2 separate regions of the Oryctolagus cuniculus genome follow, and region 2 is linked to region 1. The links are chromatin contacts, called in public Hi-C maps. All regions are on one chromosome and are shown on one strand. Each heading gives the region's core, a stretch centred on a gene start, on an enhancer-like site or on the middle of the called end of the contact. The rest is flanking DNA. Distances are from core to core; before and after follow the strand shown. Region 1 has its middle 15 kb from the start of HSPB3. Region 2 has its middle 86 kb from the start of ESM1.

Evidence for each region. Hi-C and Micro-C count contacts between places; a contact is called where the count stands out from the background.
Region 2: a contact with region 1 is called in a Hi-C map of embryonic fibroblasts, with 5 times the contacts expected there. The contact joins two enhancer-like sites. A contact is called at or near these places in 2 of 6 Hi-C or Micro-C datasets (embryonic fibroblasts and skin fibroblasts).

What each region holds. Positions count from the first base shown.
Region 1 is chr14:75,223,508-75,230,064 of mOryCun1.1, reverse strand. No RefSeq gene overlaps it. Among named protein-coding and RNA genes, the nearest start is that of HSPB3, 15 kb to the left of the region's middle. Within about 2 kb of position 4,129, at least 2 of the 8 cell types and tissues checked have an H3K27ac peak or open chromatin away from gene starts, as enhancers often do.
Region 2 is chr14:75,655,882-75,662,689 of mOryCun1.1, reverse strand. No RefSeq gene overlaps it. Among named protein-coding and RNA genes, the nearest start is that of ESM1, 86 kb to the left of the region's middle. Within about 2 kb of position 4,574, at least 1 of the 8 cell types and tissues checked has an H3K27ac peak or open chromatin away from gene starts, as enhancers often do.

The DNA.
Region 1 (6,557 bases), core at 2,880-5,379:
AACTTAGAAGAAAAGGATAGATTCCTGGACACATGCAACCTACCTAAACTGAGCCATGAAAGATAGAAAATCTAAACAGAAGCATAAAGCAAGACCCCTACACCTTACACAAAAATCCACTCAAAATGTATTAAAGATATAAATCTATGATCTGACACCATCAAATTATTAGAGAACATTGAGGAAACCCTGCAAGACATTGGCATAGGCAAAGAGTTCTTGGGAAAGACACCAGGGGCACCAGCAATCAAAGCCAAAATTAACAAATGGGATTACATCACATTGAGACGTTTCTGTACTGCAAAAGAAACACTTGGGAAAGTGAAGAGGCAACTGACAGAATGGGAGAAATTATTTGCAAACTATGCAACTGATAAAGGAATAATATTCAGAATATACAAAGAGATCAAGGAACTCAACAACAACAAAACAAACAGCCCAGTTAAGAAATGGGCAAAGGAGATTGTGGATTCAAAAGGCTTCCATAGCCTAGGCAGCTCATATCAAGAGTCCCAGGTGGTCACTGACATCATAAATAAGACTGTTAATTGTTAAATTAACAGGAGTCATTGTGCACTAACTTCCCATGTAGGACCTTCATCCTTAATGAGTTGTATTATGAGAGTTAACTGTAAAACTTGTTATCAAACAGTTTGTGTGTGTGTGTAAATTGTTGAAATCTTTTAGTATAGAGTTGGTCTTCTGTGTACAAAGATAATTGAAAATTGGCCGGCGCCGAGGCTCAATAGGCTAATCCTCTGCCTGCAGTGCCGGCACCCAGGATTCTAGTCCCAGTCAGGGTGTCGGATTCTGTCCCGGTTGCTCCTCTCCCAGGCCAGCTCTCTGCTGTGGCCCAAGAGTGCAGTGGAGGATGGCCCAAGTCCTTGGGCCCTGCACCCGCATGGGAGACCAGGAGAAGCACCTGGCTCCTGGCTTCGGATCAACGCGGTGTGCAGGCTGCAGCGCGCCAGCCACGGCGGCCATTGGGGGGTGAACCAAGGGCAAAGGAAGACTTTTCTCTCTGTCTCTCTCTCTCTCACTGTCCACTCGGCCTGTCAAAAAGAAAGAAAGAAAGAAAGAAAGAAAGAAAGAAAGAAAGAAAGAAAGAAAGAAAGAAAGAAAGAAAGAAAGAAAGAAAGAAAGAAAGAAAGAGAAAGAAAGAGAGAGAGAGAGAGAGAGAGAGAGAAAGAAAGAAAGAAAGAAAGAAAGAAAGAAAGAAAGAAAGAAAGAAAGAAAGAAAGAAAGAAAGAAAGAAAGAAGTTAATTGAAAATGAATCTTAATGGAGAATGGGACTGGGAAGGGGAGAGGGAGGAGGTGGTGGGGTGGGAGTGGGGGTGTGGGGTGGGAGTGGGGGTGGGAGGGTGGGTATGGTGGAAAGAATAACTATGTTCCTAAAGTTGTATTTATGAAATTTACATTCATTAAATAAAAGGTTTTGTTGGGAAAAAAGTAGTAGATGAAGTTTGGACGCTTATTTTTTTTTTAGGAAAGAAACAACGTTTTTATTTGAAAGGAAGAGTCAGAGACAGAGGGAGAGAGAGAGAGGGATGGATGTTCCATTTGCTGGTTCATCCCCCAAATAGCTGCAATGGTCAGAGCTGGGCCAGGCTGAAGCCAGGAGTCTGGAATTCCATCTGGGTCTCCCATGAAGGTGACAGCAGTCATCTTCTGCTACTTTCCCAGGTGCATCATCAGGGAGCTGGGTAGGAAGTGGAACAGTTGGGACTGGAACCGGTGCTTATATGGATGCTGACATGGCAGGTAGAGGCTTAACCGACTACGCCACAGTGACAGCCCCAAAAGGATGCTTTTGGACTCTGTCATTCAGTGTTTCACTCTGGGTTTCTACTCCCAAAGTAGGAGCAATACAAGCGTTTGTTGTTGGCCCAGTTTAACACTCCCATCTTGGGAAATGATTTCTAAGTCATCATAGACTTCTTTAAGTTGCTGGGGAGGGGGGAAGCAATGACATAGTAATTTCTCAGAGTCTGTACAGAGCTGTAAAACAATGTGGAAATGTGGAGGAATGAAGTGAATCCAGCAGCCAATTCCTTTTTCAGATGTGATAACTGCCCTCTGGTGGGAGAGACTGGAATTTCCAGATGAAGGCTGGTTCATGAGTAACAGTGACTGAAATCCTGAACAAACAGTTCTTAGACCTCTTGGCTTTTGACTTAATTTTTAGGAAAAGATTCATCTATTTATTTGAAAGAGCTAGAGAGAGATATAGAGATAGGAAGAGAGTGAGAGAGAGGTCTGCTCTCACTAAAATGGGAAAAATATGTCTACCTGTTGGGTTACTTTTAGGATTAGGGAATCTGGCATACAGTATCTGTTAACATCAACTATTATTATTATTTGTAATCTACCCAGGGGGTAAAAGCTCTTTGGAGAAAAGACACTCATTTCTTCTTTTCTTTTTCTGTTTTAAAATGATTTATTTTATTTATTTGAAAGAGTTATACAGAGATAGAGGGGTCTTCCATCTGCTGGCTCACTCCCCAGACAGCCGCAATGGCTGCGGCTGGGCCAGGCCAAAGCCAGGAGCCAGGAGCTTTTGGTTCTCCCACGTGGTTGTAGGACCCCAAAATTTGGACCATCTTCCACTGCTTTCCCAGGCACATAAGCAGGGAACTGGATTGGAAATGGAACAGCCAGGAGTAGAACTGGTGCCCATATAGGATGCCAGCATTGCAGGTGGTGGCTTTACCTGCTTGCCACACACCAGCCCCAAGACTGACCCATTTCAACACAGTTGTGACTTTAAAAAAAAATAATAATAGGAGGATAGGCACTTGACCCGGTAGCTACAACACCTCTTGGTCCCCCATATCCCTTGTCTCAGTATCTGTGTGCAAGTCCCAGTTCTATTTCCAATTCCAGTTCCTGCTAGTGCACACTCTGGGAGGCAGCATGTGATGGCCCAAGTAGTTGTGTCTCCACCGCCCATGTGAGAGACTTGGATTGAGTTCTTGGATCCTGGCTTTGGCTTTGTCTAGCCTTAGTTATTGTGGGTTTTTGGGGAGTGAACAGTCAGATGGAAGATTCTGTTTCTGTCATTCAGCCTTTCAAATAGAACAAAAATTAAAAATAATCAACTAAATAAAACAGTAGCATTTAGCATTGCCCAAGTTTCTTTAAACATTAATCATGGCCTTGGTTGATGCTAGATGTTACTGGCTAACTTAATGAGCTGTGAATTCTGCACAGAAAAGGTTCAGATCAAGCCAGATCCTGGGGAGGAATGTACACACTTCCCTATCACATTAGAGCTGTCTTTATCAACTACTATCACATGATTTTTATTCTTTTTCCACAGTTTGTTTCTAAGCCCTTCAGTGGTATTAACATGACTTTCTAATGCTGAGCTACCAAGCTTGAGAAGCTGAAGGGAAATTCCAAGGAAATCCTTACCACAGCTTGTTCACAAAGGGTTCTCGGGGTTTCTGAGTTATTTTTTCCACAGCATACTTTAACTGCAAGATCAGATAAGGTTATCAGATGGAAGAAATGTAGAGTTGGAGAGAGTGGGGGAGGGATAGAGGGCAGAACCAACAGAATCAGGGGTGGAGATAGAAGTCGGGGATGTTAATGGGCTTTGTAACCCCAGGTGCATCACCTGACCAAGCTGAACTTCAGTTCTCAGCTGGAAGACAGCACAAGGAAATGAACTAATACATAAAGTCCCTGTCGGGTCAAAAGCAAAAATGAAATAGAGAAAAAAAACTCCATGTGGCTATTACATTGATTACAAACAGCTGGCCAGAAGTGTTCTCTAAAACATTGTTTTCTTCCTTGTGCAGCTGTTTCCCAGCCAATGACCTCTCTGTCTATTTTGCAGTACCATCCAGGGCGGTCTCAGTCTCCAGCACTGAAGGTTGGCAAGGGGGCAGGGGCTTCAAATACACATTTTTTATCTGAGGACCCCGTAGTTAGTCAGACACAAGGAGTTAATGTGGGGAAAGGTATTTGCTCCTGGGATATTGAAGGGGGAGAGTCTCATTGTTTCTGCTGTTTCCCCACAGACTTGGAAGATCTGCTTTGCATGTCACCTGCTCTGAAAGCCTGCTCCCATGGCACTGTGGCTTGGGTGGGAGCCTGCTCCCCAAGCCAGGTGAGTGGACTCCTAACCAGAACTGAGGCAATCCAGTTCCCTAGGGGATTTGGAACTGGGTCTCTGAGACGTTAGGTCCTTGTCAATCCTTCAGTTGAGGGGTTCATGGAGTCGAAGTGACCATTTCCTGCCATGAGAGGGCCAAGGGCTACTCCCAGCTAGGAATAGCAGAAGCAAGGGATCACACAGCCTCAGAGAGAATAGTTGCCTCAGAATTAGGAATTCTCAGAAACAAACAAAAATTTCCAAGAATCAGTTTCCAAGCCATTATCTGTCCTTGTCTTGGGAAATAACACTTGCATCATTTGGATACAATTCTGTGTATTTCTAAAGCTATTCTGAGTAGGTTTCTGTTGGCTGTAATAAAGCAAATACACTAGGCCCCTGACTTATGATTTTCCAGCTTAATGATAGTGTGAAAGCCATGCACATTCAGTAGAAACCGTATTTCCAGTTTTGGATTTAGATACTTTCCTGTATTGCCCATACATGGTACATGACTCTCTGGGGACACTGGACAGTGAGCCAGAGCTCCCATCATCCCTGGGATCAAAAGGGAAAGCCACAGATAGTCCAGCATGCTGTGTGGTGAAGCTACCATATTTGAGAGGCTGAGTGTATTCGATGCATTTTCAACATGTGATATTTCCAACTTACAATAGGTTTATCCAGATGATATCCCATCATAAGTCAAGAAGCATCTGTGCCTAGAGGCAAACAAGTTTGAGGAATTTATTTAGGGCTCAAGATCCCAATGAGCCTACAACCTGAGAGAATACTCCCAAATACAGAGACTTCAGACACCAACACAAGCTACTGGGGGCATATCTTGGGGCAGAAGGCTCTTGGGGCCCTTGAAGTCCTGTGCTATCTTCCTGGACTTGCTGGAAATTCTGGAGGAGACTGCTTGGCCAGCTCATCTCTACCACTTGAAGGCAAACAGCAACTAAAATCTAAGATCTCATAGATCTTTGACACCTTCTTTAAAAAAGGGTGGGAGCAGTAAGGCCACAAAACCATCATCCTAAGTGTGCCCGTTATATAACTCCACCAATCTGCAACCCCAATTCACCTACCATCTACACCATTAAATCTGAAAGGGATGGAAAAACACCAAGAAAATTCCCACAAGAGAGTGGGGGAAGGGGCACGAGGAAGGAGACGGTTAACACTAATTGAAGTAATCTTCTTATAGTATGGGAAAGAAGGGCATTAGCCACTAATAAAGATAACCAAAGAGAAAAAAAGAAAAGAATGAGTATAAAGGTGTAACTTTGAGGTCATTAAAAATAAGCTATTTTAAGGAATTGTTTCACTGGTTCTGTGTGTAGGCAGCAGAAGGGATAGAGGGAATACATATGTTTGGTGATTCTCAATATTCAAATATATTATAACGTTATACATTTATTGAGGACATACTATATACCAGGTCTGGGAAAAGCCTCGGTGATACAAAGATGAAAAAATCATCTTGCTTTTTAAAATTTGAATTTGTTTTCCCTTCACTCAGAGAGAGGGGGGTGAGTTCCCATCCAAATGTATACAACAGCTAGTGCTGGGACAGGCCAAAGATGGGAGCCAGAAATTCAATCCAGGTCTTTCACACTGGTGGCAGGGACCCAAGTACTTGTGCCATTATGCGCATAATAGCAGGAAGCTGGGTGAGAAGCAGAGTTCAGACTTGAACCAGGCACTCTGATATTGGAGGCAGTCGTCCTAAGCAACATCTTACCACTGAATCAAATGCTTGCCCCGAAAGATTAATCTCTTTAAAAAGCTCAGATTAGGCATGGTGCTGTGGCATAGTGGGTTAAGCTGCCACCTCTAGCACCAGCATCCCATGTGGGCACCAGATGGAGCATGACTGCTCTACTTTCACTCCAGCTCCCTGCCGGTCCACCTGGGAAGACAGTAGAAGATGGCCCAAGTGCTTGGGCCCCTGCACCCACGTGGGAGACCTGGAAGAAGCTCCTGGCTATTGTTGGCTTTGTCCTGGCCTGGCCCTGGTCGTTGTGGCCATTTGGGGAATGAACCAGCAAATGGAAGATCTCGCTCTCTCTCTCTCTCTCTCTGCTTCTCTTTCAAATAAATAAATATTTTTTAAAAAAAAGATCAGATTAGTGAGGGAGACAATTAATGGAAAAGATGAGAATGAAGTTCACTTCACTTGGACAGTGTTGCTTTTTGGTACAGAAAGGTAGCATCCAGATAGTAGAGAAGTCTTTCAACCAGTTTCTGCAGCAGTGGGAAAATAAGAAAACATGCCACTTTTTTAAAGAATGGGGCGTTTTGAAAACTAGGTGCAGTTTAAAAGGAGGAAGAAGAGTCACACACGCACTAAAGCCATGGTCTAGCAAGGAAGAATGGAGACGATCCACAACATCAGCAGGAATAACGAAGAACATAGAAAAATACTTCAAAAAGTTTGTGGAAAAATGGAAT
Region 2 (6,808 bases), core at 3,325-5,824, 430 kb before region 1:
GAGCTGGGGGAATTGTAGCTGGGGGATTGTAGAACAAAAGCTACAATCACTCAGGGATTTTGCCTACATTCTCCTCTGTCAAGCAAAGAACAAAACAGCCAAAAAAACAGAGGGAGAAAGTGGATTGCTCTCCAGATCAGAGCTTATTCTGAACCAGGAGGAACAATGACTAGGGATGAGGGGAGAAGGAGACGAGGAAAGATGGAGGTTCTGAGATTCCCCCAAAAGCTGACTCTGAGAAAGCTGGCCAAGGCAGAAAGGCCTTGCTGCCAGCTAGGTCACTTTGGCCAAAGATGAAGGAGCTGCCTCCGGGGAGGGGAGGAAGCCTCCATCCACGACCCCCGGAGAGCTCATCAGAGAGAACGCACCTGCGCCTGAGCCCTGGGGTGAAGCTCATGCTTCCCTTCTGTTGGGGTCAGTGAGGACTTTGCTCCTGCTGGGGAATTATCCAAGAGTTGATGAGTCTAGGCCTTGTTCTTGCTTGTGGTTTCATTTATCCATTTGGCAATTAAGCTCAGGAAGGAGTGGAGAACTTAGCGGACTGCTGATGGGGAGGGGAAGAACCCACGTACGTATTTGATGGGGCTAAGCCAGACAAAGCTGGGAAATCATGCCAACTCCTGACATCCTGGGCACGGCCCTTCTCACAGCGGTGAGGAGCCAGATGGGCACTTAGGTCAGGTCCTTGTTGGAAAGAGAAAAGGGAGAGTCCCTGTAAGGGTGGACAAAATGCTTGCTTCTCCCCAGACTCTACCTTTGGCAAGATAAAAGCCCAAATCCCACTCCTCTGAGTTTCTAGTTTTTTCATGGGAATAGAATGAGAGTTACCTATTCCACTCTTTTGAAGGCTTTTTAGCTTTATCCTAAGCAGGCTAGACAGGATTACAATGCCGGCCCTCTCGTGGGTTTCATCCCCACACTCTCTGGTTGACTGTTAGCTACTATTCTGTTCCTCCCTGGAACTGTGCTTAAAAGACCCACTTGACAGTGTCTCAGGTTTTCCTCTCTGGGAGTCCTCCTCTTGATGCTACAGCAGGAGGTTTCTGACTTAAGTAAATCTTGCTTTGTTCACTGTCCTGTCCTGTGGAAATTCTTCTATGTGAGACGAGAACAGAGGTCTTGGCTTCACTGCCATTTCCCTGTAACCACAGAACTCCACCTTGTCGTGCGATCCCTGGGACAGAAGCTGTCTCCCAAGGAGAAAGAATGGCTGATAGTACCATGTCCTCCTGCCCCTGCACCCTCGTTCACCCTCTGCATTGACCTACTCTTTAAAGTCCAGTTCCAGCCCCACAAAGGGCTCTTACTCTCCTCCTGTTTGCTCATCATTTATGAAGGGTCTTTAAGTGGGGTTCTGATCCTTGCAAGCAAACCAGTGTGGTGAATTAGTATTTTTTAAATGAAGCAAATCTTGCATCCTCCTACACACTCTTCCCAGGTATTTCCCTTACGCTTGGTCTTCGCATGTCCTTGAACAGTATTCTTCAAGAAAGGGATATTGCACGTTGCTTAAAGGCAGCAGGGACAGTTAAAAGTCAGAATTCTGCTGACCACCATGGGGCAGGCATACACTCTCACCACTCACATGAGCAGGGGCTGCAGAGCCTTCACAAAACGCTGCCTTCCCAAGTAATGGAGCTATTAGCTACTGCTCCTGCTTGCAGTTAGTACTTAAACTTGACCTTTGGGGGCTTTCTGGCCTCAGAGGGGACAAAGGAACTGAATGAGTCAGACCTGCCTCACTCTTGGCCTCCTCTAGTTTCTCAAGTTACCTATTCCTCTGCCAAATATGCCTCAGCTCCCACCTTATTAGCTCTGGGTTCTCTTTGGGGGAAGAACCTCTTATAAAGCATTTATCTTCCTACAAGTTGAGGAAGAGCAGAGACACTTACCTTGTCCTACCTGGAGAACCTTTCCCATTTCCTACTCAGAGTGGCTATCTTTGGACTCCCCCTGAGGCTGGGCAGAGCTTTCCTTCCAGTGTGGAGACTCCCGCATGTGATCCAGGCTTTGAGTGTATGTCACATGAAGGGGCTGCGTGGGTTCTGATGAGTGATAAGGGGCTTGTAGTTGGCTCAGCTGGAATTGTTCTGCTTTCTGCAGGAAGAGGGCCTGTTCTTTGAGAAATTCAGGATCCTTGATAGAGGCCCTCAGTAAATCCCTGTCCTGCCTTAGGCAGCTCCCCTAGAACCCAGAGAATTTAATCTTTCCAGGGAACTCTAAGAAAGCTTTGTGTACCACACATATACCCCTCACTCCCTTTTTTCCTTCTATTGACTTCTCAGGACAGTCAAAGTATCCCAAAGTACTCTTCAAAGCCTAGTATTTCTGAAACAAGCAGTGAATTCTGGGAGACCCCCATTCTCACACATCAATACCAAGGAAATAGCCATTGCCTCAAGGAAATTGGCTCAAACTCAAACATTGGTTAACCAGTTTGAGAGTAGGATTGATTTCATGGGAATTCTTAGGATTCTTGGACAGACCCCTTAATGTGGCAAATACAAGTCCCAGTCAACAACTCATATATGCATGAATCATAACTTTATTTGTAATAATCAAACTCAAGATTTCGTATTCTGTTCTGCAGAGTGGTTAAGACTCCATCTTTATTATTCATTGTTCCCTCTCTTCACCACTCAGCAGGCTGAGAGGATGAGGACTTCCTGGGTTGGAGGACAGGATATCCAGGACAAGGCAGTGACAGCAATGACATTGGTGGGCCCCAAAGACAGTGTGAGTTCCATGGAAGCAGTCTGACTCCCCACATCTGGATTTATAGGCCCCAGGAAGACAGTGAGACCCCAAGACAGATAATGTGTGTGTAATGTGTGTTGATATCCAGGGTTCCTCACAGAGAGTTCCTATACCAGGTGTGACTCAACAGCGAAGTGGCTTGGAAGAAATGAAAAGGAAATGACACTAGATGGAGCCATTCCAATGGGAATGAGGCCGTGTGCTGCAGCCCGCATGCACAACACTCATGGGTGATGAGAGCTGTGCAGCAAATGGCCACTCTTCTTCTCCAACCCCCTCCAATGTCCTGGCACCATACAAGATCCATGGAACTCTAACACAACTTGGAGGCCCTTGAAGAGGGGAGAAGCTCAATGGACTGAAATGTAGTTCTGTAGCCACAGCAGGTTGGGAGGTCAACACAAATCTAATCGAGTTTTGGAAAAATAGAATGTTCTCGTTTGTACACATCTGAATCTGCAAAGCTAGAGTTACATGTGAACTCTAGAAAAGTGCAGATTGGTTGAAAGAACCCAGATGAATCCTAACAGAAGCCAAATTCATGAAGTACATCAAGTCTCCAGGGGGAAAAGACAGCCAATAGGCAGCTACTCACTGTCTGTGGCTCTATCTCTTGTAATTGGTTTTTCTTTGCCAATATACTCTCAGTAAAGGCTGAGACAGAGGCCAGCACCTTTCTCTATGGACTGTGGTACCCATTCCTTCACTAGGGTAGACACAGGATTTTGCTGGTGCTTGCAAAGGTGCCATCTCCACATGACCCATTGGTCCTGTGACTGCAGCCAAAACATGGCATTCTTTGTTTTGTGGTAGAAATTTTAGAGAAGGGATCATATCTGACAGTTTCAGTCCCTAAGGTAATGCCCCTTATATCAAGTATCCATTTTGGCCAGTCAGGTGGTATCAGAGGGTAAGGGGTCTCACAAATCTGACATCACTGCTCCAGCTGGGCACATCTTGAATGGTTAATGGGGTGGACACATCCAGACAGGAGAATTTGGGGCCTAGAGGATTGACTCAATTTACAATTATCCTTTATTAAAAATCACTTCTTTGCATGTCCAATACTCCTCTTTATATTGTACTTCCTTGAAAGCAGGGGCTGTAGCTGATCTCTCCACACACGATAGCATCTTCTGTGTACAATTTGCATTTGGAAGAGTTCAATGAATATTTGTTGAATGAATTTGTATCACAATATTTTTTCTCTGCTCTCTAAAGCTTCCTTTCTGAGTGAATAATGTTGAGGCCAATAGAGTTACTCCTGTTGCTTGGTTGGAGCAGAACAGTGCCAGTCAAGATGATGATATGAGAGGGAAATGCTTTTGTGGGTGGATTCCTGACCAGATACTATAGAGAAACATCTTGCAGCCTTGTGTTGTGGTAAATGTAGTGGGTTAAGCCACTTCCTGAGATGCTGGCATCATAAATGGGTACCCGTTCAAATTACAGGTGATCCACTTCTAATTGAGCTCCCTGCAAAGGCTCCTAGGAAAGCAGCAGAAGATCGCCCAGGTACCTGGTCTCCTGCACCAATGTGGAAGAATGGGATGAAGATACTGGCTGCTCTGCACCAGCATTGGAGAATGAGGTGAGACCAGACTGCAGCAGCCGCAGCCACTGGTGAATAGGCTTCAGGAAGAGCCTAGAGGGAATCAGCCTTGGAACCCCATGGGGGATAGTGTATCTGCCAAACTAGAGGAGAAAAAATGAAGGGAGGGCACATTTCTCTCTCCCCGATCACCCTACAGTGGCATCCTGAAACAAGCTGATAGAGAGCAGGCACCCATTTTAGATATACATAACAGCTGCGCCAGCTCGTATCTGTGCCTAGCAACCAGCCAAGTAGTCTTCTGAGTCTGGCAGAGAGAACAGACAGGGGGCTGGGTGCTCGTGACTGTGAGAGGTTTGTGCGCCAGGACTGAAAACCTTGAGGCTACATGGGAGGACTCAGAGTGTGGCTGGGACTTTGGGCAGTCTCTGTGGGAGACTCCACGTGCTCAGGACTTCCTGGTTACCTGGTGAGGGACATTGCTGGGGAATCTGAGCTTACACTGAGGACTGCATAGATCCTTTGTGTGGTCTTTGTGGCAGAGCAGATGAATAATGTACAGACTGGGGCTAGCACCCAGGCACTGGTCTCCTTTGAGGAGAGGAGCTCAGCAGAGTCTATGCCAACAGAAAAGAGCAAACCTCCCTTCTGATAAAAGAGAGAGAGAGAGAGAGAGAGAGAGAGAGAGAGATTTACCACGTCAGACCTGGGTGTGTCATCTAAGACATGCCCTTCACCCTGGAGAACTGAACAGAGCTCCCTGGCTACACCCACCATATGTCTCTAGGTATTCACTGAAAGCAGAAACTCCACTAATCTGCACAGGCATAATGAAAATATAAAAGCCACAAAAAAAAAAAAAGAAGAAGAAACCATGAGTATCTCTACAAAAACTGAATAACAAACACACTAACTCAAGATACAAGAATAAAGAAGACAAAATCATTCCCCCAAAAGAATACAATCCCTCAATACTAGATTGTGAAGATTATGAGACTGAAGAAATCCCAGAAATGGAATTCAAAAAATTGATCATAGGATTACTTAGAAGTAATCAGAAGCAAATGCAAGAACTAATGATATCTGTACATGACATGAATGAAATTTTTTTTTCATGAAATTGAGATATTAAAGAGAAATAAAAATGAAATCTTGGAAATGAAGGATTCAATAGAACAAATAAAAATTCAGTGGAAAGCCTTAACAACAGAATCAGTGAAACAGTAAAAAGAATATCCAACTTAGATGACAAAACACAGGAAATTATACAGTCAGACCAAACACAACAAGAAGAAATTAGAAAACAAAAAAACACTGTTGGGAATCTACAGGATACTATCAAACAACTCAATATACAGGTTCTAGGAATTCCTAAAGGTGTGGAAAGAGAGAACAGATTAGAAGGCCTTTTAAGTGAAATAATAACAGAAAATTTCCCCAATATGGAGAAAGGGACATCCAAGTACAGGAAGCACATAGAACTCCTAATAGAGATAATGAGAAAATATCTTCACTGTGACAAATTGTAATCAAACTCTCCACAGTAAAATATAAAGAAAATATTCTAAAATGTGCATGAGAGAAATACCAGATTGCATTCAGAGGATCTCCAAATACACTCACAGTGGACTTCTCATAAGAAAGCCTATAGGTTGGGAGAGATTGTCAAGAAAGTCTTAAAAGAACTGTCAAACTAGAGTATTATACCCTTCAAAGCTCTCATTTATGAATTAAGGTGAAATAAAGAACTTTCATAACAAACAGAAATTGAAAGAATTTGTCACAATAATACAGCCCTACAAAAGATGCTTAAGGTTATGATGCACACAGAAACACAGAAACATGGTCACCACTACAAAAGAAGGTAAAGGAAGAAATCTCCCAGTAAAAGTGCAAAGGAAATCCAAAGTAAACAATAGGAATATTTATGGAAAAATTCCAGGGCCAAATTGTTACTTATCAATAGTTACAGTGAGTGGAAATGGCCTTAACTCTCCAGTTAAAAGATCAGACTGGCTGGCTGAACTACACAACAAAACCCATCTATTTTCTGTCTACAAAAAAACCACATATCACCAACAAAGATGCATGCAGACTGAAAATGAAAGGATGGAAAAAGATATTCCATGCTAACAGCAACCAAAAAAGAGCTGATATGGCCACCTAATATCAGACAAAATAGACTTTAACACAAAAACTGTTAAAAGAGACAAAGAAGGGCACTACATAATGATTAAGGGATCAATTCAATAGGAAGATAAAACTATTATAAATATATATGCAGCTAATTACAGGGCACCTAACTATTAAAAGAAATGTTAATGGATCTGAAGGGAGAAATAGACTACAATACAATAGTAACGGGAGATTTCAATACCCAACTTTCAGCAATGGATAGATCAACCAGACATAAAATCAGCAAGGGAACAGCAGAGTTAATCGACACTATAGACCAAATGGACCTAACAGATATCTATAGAACTTTTCATCCTACAGTTG